Linked DNA regions of Mus musculus: region 2 is linked to region 1. Evidence: chromatin contacts called from public HiChIP or PLAC-seq data. All regions are on one chromosome and are shown on one strand. The core of a region is the stretch at or near the end of the contact, and the rest is flanking DNA. Distances in the headings are between cores, read along the strand shown.

Evidence for each region. HiChIP or PLAC-seq counts read pairs in DNA pulled down with a chosen protein or histone mark.
Region 2: a contact with region 1 is called in an H3K4me3 HiChIP or PLAC-seq map of bone marrow-derived macrophages, with 5 times the contacts expected there. The contact joins two enhancer-like sites. A contact is called at or near these places in 3 of 15 datasets of contacts at CTCF or cohesin (the G1E-ER4 cell line, the NIH/3T3 cell line and pro-B cells), 42 of 484 Hi-C or Micro-C datasets (the AML12 cell line, B cells, the Ba/F3 cell line and 25 more) and 7 of 115 datasets of contacts at active chromatin or transcription factors (the NIH/3T3 cell line, astrocytes, bone marrow-derived dendritic cells and 3 more).

The regions. Positions count from the first base shown.
Region 1 is chr11:29,569,465-29,572,937 of GRCm38.p6, reverse strand. Clhc1 (clathrin heavy chain linker domain containing 1) reads right to left here. Exons shown (of 12, transcript NM_028504.1): 10 at 1,086-1,288. Among named protein-coding and RNA genes, the nearest start is that of Rps27a, 23 kb to the right of the region's middle. Within about 2 kb of position 1,752, at least 3 of the 459 cell types and tissues checked have an H3K27ac peak or open chromatin away from gene starts, as enhancers often do. A contact at or near this core is called in bone marrow-derived macrophages, where this site is marked.
Region 2 is chr11:29,877,826-29,881,241 of GRCm38.p6, reverse strand. Eml6 (echinoderm microtubule associated protein like 6) reads left to right here. Exons shown (of 42, transcript NM_146016.2): 7 at 460-595. Among named protein-coding and RNA genes, the nearest start is that of Gm22588, 30 kb to the right of the region's middle. Within about 2 kb of position 1,406, at least 55 of the 459 cell types and tissues checked have an H3K27ac peak or open chromatin away from gene starts, as enhancers often do. A contact at or near this core is called in bone marrow-derived macrophages, where this site is marked.

The DNA of each region.
Region 1 (3,473 bases), core at 503-3,002:
GTTAATGATACAATACATAATTTACTTAACAAATTTTAGTAGAGTGTTCCCATTGTACCAGGCTCTCTGTTATTGTATAACTACTGGCAAACGTCCCTTTGTGCCTTATCCTCTGGGAAAACAAACACACACAGTTTCTGTCTATAAAGAAGATACTGTAACAAAAGTTACATCAGACTCAACAAAATGATTACGTCCAATAATGCACATAAGCAGCTAGCTACTGCCCTGACAGTAATGTCAGGTATGATGTTGATATCAATGAATGAAGACATTAAGAGCATTAAGAAATGCATCATACGTGAACATCAATTCGCTACTTGAAAATGATCAAATTCAACAGTCACAAATATCCTTTTTCTTGAGAAATATGGCTTAAAATGTCTGTTTTGGTCTGTTTTACAATTTCTTCATTTATTTATTTTTTATATTTACTAATTTGTTAGTTTTTTTGTAACTTCTTAGACTAAACAAATAGCCTAAAAATGGAGATTGGCTTATGCCTGTGGAATGGGGCTGTTAGGCCAGCAGTTCCATAAGCTCACCCTGTTGAGATTCTTGTTAAGATATCAGGCCTTTGAACTAGGGCTAGTCAACTGTATCAGGCCATTGAACTAGGATCAGTCACCTATATAAGGCCATTGAACTAGGGCCAGTCAAGTGTTTACAGTTCTCTCAAATAACATCCCATTACAAGGTAGGTATTCAAAATTCTGAAATGAGAATTACTAATACTTCATTTATAATTGTTATAGTACATATATGTACTATATGTATATTAGTATATATAAAAATTTAGTTATTTTTTAAAATTCTTTATGTAGTATGGTCTATCATATGAAATAAATTTGTCTTTAATGCTACATGATTCTAGCAATAGCCACATATTAAATGTTTCCTTTGAGAAAATGCATAATATGTATCATGAAATTCAAATAACTCTGTCTTATTTTCATGAAATTTACAAAATAAATCTCCTATCAGTGTGTATAAAAGTATTTTATAAGCTAAGTTTCAAACAATGCCAGCTTCGATGAGTGATGTTAGAGTTAAAGTGTATTTAGTAACTAGGCTTTTTTACTTACCAGTGTTAATGTCCTTGGACTGTTGTATATGTTCCATAGCCTCATGAATCTGACCCTGTTTACACAGGCAAAGAAGAGCTTTCCTGTGCAGCCCACACTCATTGTAGATAATCTGAGCTAACGCCAAACATCTGGGCTTGTGGTATGTGTGCTGCTCTCCATAAGCAAATATAATATCGCCAGCCTTCTCAGAAAATGTCAGCCTGAAACAAGCAGATCATTACAGCATATGTCAGAGAACTGCTGATGAGTGGCTGAGACTGAAATGTCTGAAAATTCAAGACTATAAGTGGATTATAAATAACCTATAAAATTGTAAGTCAATAAACAATTGATAATGTGGTAGAAATTAAACACATCCGAGATTGGCCAAACCAAAACCAATTCTCCTTTAGGGAAATAATTTTGGGAAAATTGAGATCAAATGTCTTAATGTCTATAAGCAAGACACTCTCCTGCAAGACTGACAGATCTCAAACTGCCAGGTAAGCCAGGTCCGCATGCAACTGAGGATCTCAGTGTTCTCATAGAGTCTGCCTAGATTCTGCAGAATATAACAAACGTTGTGGGAACAGACGTTGGCAAACGCTAGTGGGAACAATCTTGGCTCATAATTAGACCCTGCAAGTATTCGCACTAAAAGGAAAACCACATTTCCCTGTAGAGGGCGGTTCTGAGGCTTTGATTTAGTCAGAAATCTGTGTGTGCTGACACTGAAGGTCCTTGCCCTCGATTGGTTTATGATCTATCAATAATGTTGCCAGTAGCCAAGGGCTGAGCATGGGGTGGGTCACTGAGAGTTGCACAGGTAGGACACAGTGAGAATCAGCAGACTGGGGGAGACGAGAAGGGGACACAGTAGCAGAGGAGAAAAGCCAACCAGGATTGTGAAATTTTGGTTAAGTGGCCACTGGTCACTTCCTCAACTGGATCTAGGGTAGCAGGGGAAGATGTAGGAATGACCAGTCATTAAGTTAGCCAAGGCATTTTAATAATAACTGGCGTGTGTGTGTTCTATTCTCAGATCCAAGATAGCTCCTGGGCTGCTGTGCACATCTGACCAGCTGGAACACAAAGCAGTGTAAAAAACCTCCTGTTTTATCTCATCATCATATACTTTGTTTTCACGAAGTTCTCCTGTGTGCTTCCTCCATGCCAGTGCCCAGCTCTAAGTGTTAGAGCACCTATTAGTTTAAATCTGTTATAGATAATAAGAAGCAAAGTGTATCGAGGGTATACAGCTACCCACTAGGAGAAACTTAGGAATCAGTTCTTTCCAAACAGTTTAACTGAATCACCTCATTTGGTACAATATTTAAATGTACTTGTTTATACTCAACGACAGTGAATCAACCATCTATACTACTGCAGTAATGCTACTCAGAAATTTTCAGCATAAGCCAAAGGAAAATTGAGCATGATCAGAATAATCATGTCTAATTGATGCTTATATGGTAATTGTGCTTTAGTTATATTTTAAATTAATGGCTGCAAAATAGCAGGGCTCACATAATAGTGGTGTTTCTATACATCTAACAAAATGCTGCTAACATTAAAATTAAATTCTAATACCTCTACAAAATGTCTCAGAATTGGACATACAGTAAATATGAACTCTGTTTATTGGGGTTTAAAGTGGAGGGGCTCAAAATCAGAATGTTTAATTTTTTTTCTTTTTTTTATAAACCAACCAAGCTGGTAGACAAAAAGGCAGGGCCCTTCCCTCAAGGTGGAGCAGTTCCAAACATGGTTTGTCTGGGAAATGTGGCTAAGACTTTGCTATTTCCCTGCTTGGCTCTGGCCCTTCCCTGTATGGCTGCACTCAGATTACTAGGAAGCCCACGTGACCTTCCCCTCACATCCCATACCCCTTCTCAGGTTTGGGTTCTAGATTGGTGAGCCCTACACATATTAGCACAAATCTGCCAGTCTGTAGAAGAGCTGGCTTCAAGAAGTGACCAGCTGGCTTAAATGTTCCTCAGTATAACCATGGGGGGTGTTCCTTCTCCGTACGTATTACCTCCTGGGTTATAACACACATGCCACAGCCTGTTCAGAAGCAGGTTCCTTGCCTTTTCTCCCCCTAGAAGTGTGCTATCAACCAATCCTTCTGTGTCCATGTCACTCAACTTACATCTGCTGCTAGTTTGCCATATTTTATTTTGTAAACTTCAGTTAATTGACTTTTAGTCTGAGCTCTCAGTGACTGGGCCTTCTTAGATACTTTCTAATTAATTTCAACACAGAACTGAAGTAAATCCTAAAATACAATACTTATAACAAACCATTAGCCGAATGTAGTATCACAAGCGTATAATCCCAGCATGTAAGGGACTGAGGCAGAGGGACTAGATCTAGGCCACACAGAGAAACTCTAGCTCACAGACG
Region 2 (3,416 bases), core at 157-2,656, 310 kb before region 1:
TTGGTTTGTCAAAAGTGACACCATCCTGAAAAGCTGAGATCTGCCTCAGATACCCCTATACTTGTAAATGGTATGGCACCATGCCCCTAGTCTGTGTCTCTACTTCGTTAATTTATGACTTAAGTGTGCCACCTTTGTAATGTCTTTGTTTCAGAAGACTCAGTTGTCATATAGAAATGTGATTCTGTATCTGCTTTTACTAAGGCACTCATAACTAACATTTTGGGTGGTAGCGGTAACAATGTTATCAAATTAGATGTGTTGGAATTGCTTTGCTTCCTGGTGGTGGCTGTAATTACTGCAATCCAGCTGAGATGAAGTATGTTGATCTGCTGTCAGATTTCAACAGAAAACAGCATTTGCTTTAATTAGTTTTGCTCTGTTATTTTTAATCATGGAGATTCAGCAACAATGACATTTGTGACTGTGGGATTGAATTCTACCTCTTATAATTGACAGGCTGGGATCTTCAGCCTGTATGCTTGTGAAGAAGGCTTTGCTACTGGTGGGCGAGATGGTTGCATACGATTATGGGACACTGATTTCAAACCAATAACCAAAATTGATCTCAGGGAGACGGAACAAGGATATAAAGGTAAAATGTGTGTTAGTACTTACCATGTGCTCTAAGAAGGTTATGTACAATGTCAAGTTGTGTGTTTCTGTTTAAGAGAAAGAAGTAAATATAAGGGCTAGAGAGACAGCTCAGCTATTAGGAGCATTCACAGAAGATCTGGATACAGTTCACACCACCCACAGGGCGCCTCATGAGTGCCTGTAATTCCAGTTCCAGGGACCTTGTGTCTCCTTCTTGCTTCTGTGTATATTAGGTATACACATAGTACACACACATGCATGAGACATATCACTTATAAAGTGAAAGTTTTTTAAAGAATTAATTATGTAAATTTTATATTCTACCTGACAGTATTTGCTTTGTTCTATGAAGACTTTAAGGGTTTACATAAAAATATTGAATACAAGCTCCAAAGTATGTTGAAAATGAGTAGATAGCTTTTCCCCTGCTTGGCATAAAGCTACAGTGATCCTGTAGCAAAGACAGATGATAACATTACAGTGAAAAAGCTGAACGGTTTCCCAGAATATGGGATTATTTTCAGTGATGAAATGAAGAATTTCTGGACAAGACAGTCAATAAATGTGACAGTGTGTAGCCTCTGAAAATAAACCTGTGTCCACTTGTAGCACTGAAGTGGCTAGGGTAGACATCAGAGAGCAGAGAGAAGAAAACATGTACCGTATGTCCTCAGGCTATCTTCCCTAAGCAGTGTTGTTTCCAATCAAATTTTATTTTTAAATTTAGCAACAGAGCAATGAGCTGGATGTTGTGATTCATCTTATACCACAAGCTACCTTCTTCCTTCTGCCATTCACATAGTGACTCATGTCACACCACAGGCTACATCCTTCCTTCTGCCATTCACTATAAAAAATGCCTCACAGCTCTTCTGGAGACTGCACTGATTCTATCTTAGGGAGTTGTGGATACCTAACACCGGGCTTCTTAGAAAGTTGTAGAATTTGGTTCCTACTTTACTCTGTCAATTAGGACAAAGTCAAGGTCCTTAAATTCTCTATAATATCATGTGGTTTTAAGCAGCTTTATTCAGAAGAATATATAAATATGTAGAAGCAAGTTAGTTTTCTAAGAGTCACATTTTAAAAAAAGCAAAATCTTTCAACCAAATAACTCCAGACACCCACCCTCTTGAGTGTTTGCAGAGTGAGGGTAAGCAAGGCTAGAAGGAGGGTGTGGAGGAGCAGAACAGACAGGAGGAGACAGAGGGGACAGCAGATCCTTACACACTGTCCCACACGCAGAGAGATCTTAACCTTCTGCTCTGCCTACTCCCTGCTTCAAACATGGAAGTAAAGCACATTTGAGAGGAACAGATTCAGGCAAAACAGTATCAGGATTGCCTTGGTCTCAATGTGAATGTAAAACTATAGGAGTGACTTTATCTTCAGATGGACTTTTGATATGCATGAATTCCCTCCCCCCCTTTTTGCTGTTGGGTGACAATGACTGTTGACCTCATTTGCATGGAAACTATGTTTTGTGGTTCTTTTCTGGGGTTTTGATTTTATTTTCCATTTTATTAAAAAGACTTTCTAAACATTCAGCAAGAACATTTTAAAGGTCATGTTCTAATTCTATAACACCATACTTGCTACTTTTGAAAGACCCCCGAAGAGGGGAGAACCTCACTCAAGTCTCAGGATGACGCGACCCCCCCAAGAAGGATGGTCTCACAAGAGACCGTCCTTGCTGCAATTGCACAAGGTTTATTGACAGGAACCAGCCCACTGGGGTCAACTCGTATCCCACGCAGGGGTAGAGGAGTTCGACCCTGAGTAGCTGGGAAAGGGGATATTTAAAGGAAAGAAACACAACCCAAGGGGGAAGGGAGGGTATTATTGGAAAATGCGGAAAATACGAGTGAAGAATCACAAGCGGGTACTAAAAATCACAAGGGGAAACTCCCTGCTTCTCAAGATTGTTCTCAAGACTTTAATCTAACTTTTGTGGTCGGCCAGGTCCTGGAACAAGGTCACTGAACTGGATAACCTACATTCTTGGTGCTAGGGGGTCTGAATTTTTCCTGGTCTTTCACTTTGTGTCTAAAGTTTGAAGATATTAATCAGGAGCAGTGAGATAGCTCAACCTTAAAAAGTACTTGATGCCAATCCTGATGACCTGAGTTCAATCCCTGAAACTCACATGATAGGAAGAAAAAACTGATTACTGTAAGTTGACATCTGACCCTCATATGCATTCTACATATGCATTTATGCATGTGCATGTATGTATATGCACACACACACACAAATAACTAACTAAATGTCTGTATCCACCAGCAGCCATGAAGAACTGGGTTCCTGAAAGGAAAGCTGGGGATATATGGGAAGGACAGACAGGAGAGGAATGCGACCAAGACAGTGTTTCTGATCAAGGCCTAATGTTTTAATTCTTCAGTCTGAGTATAAAGGGGGGAACCCATTCCCCACTTGGCTAGAATCTCATCACTTTGCCAGGATCTCTCTGGAAGACAAGCTCAGCTTCTCAGCAGGTAGTGACTTCTTGCAGGAAGCTGCAGAATTGGCAGGACAATAGACTTCACCTAGGTCTGAAGACTCCACCCTAGGTGGGCTAGCTGACTGTGGGAAAACAAGGTCTGATTTAGCCCACCCACACAAGGCTGGGGAAGGGCACAGTTTCTTCCTTTTTATTTATTAAAAATTAGCTGAACTGGGGCATAAGATTTACTTATGCTCCATGGTCCTGCCTGGGAATTATGGAGGCTGGCTGCAGTGCCTGGCTTGGGTTGTCTCTAACTCTCTCTTACCCATCCCAGAGGACACATGAAGCTTGCTTGTGTTTATTTACACAAACA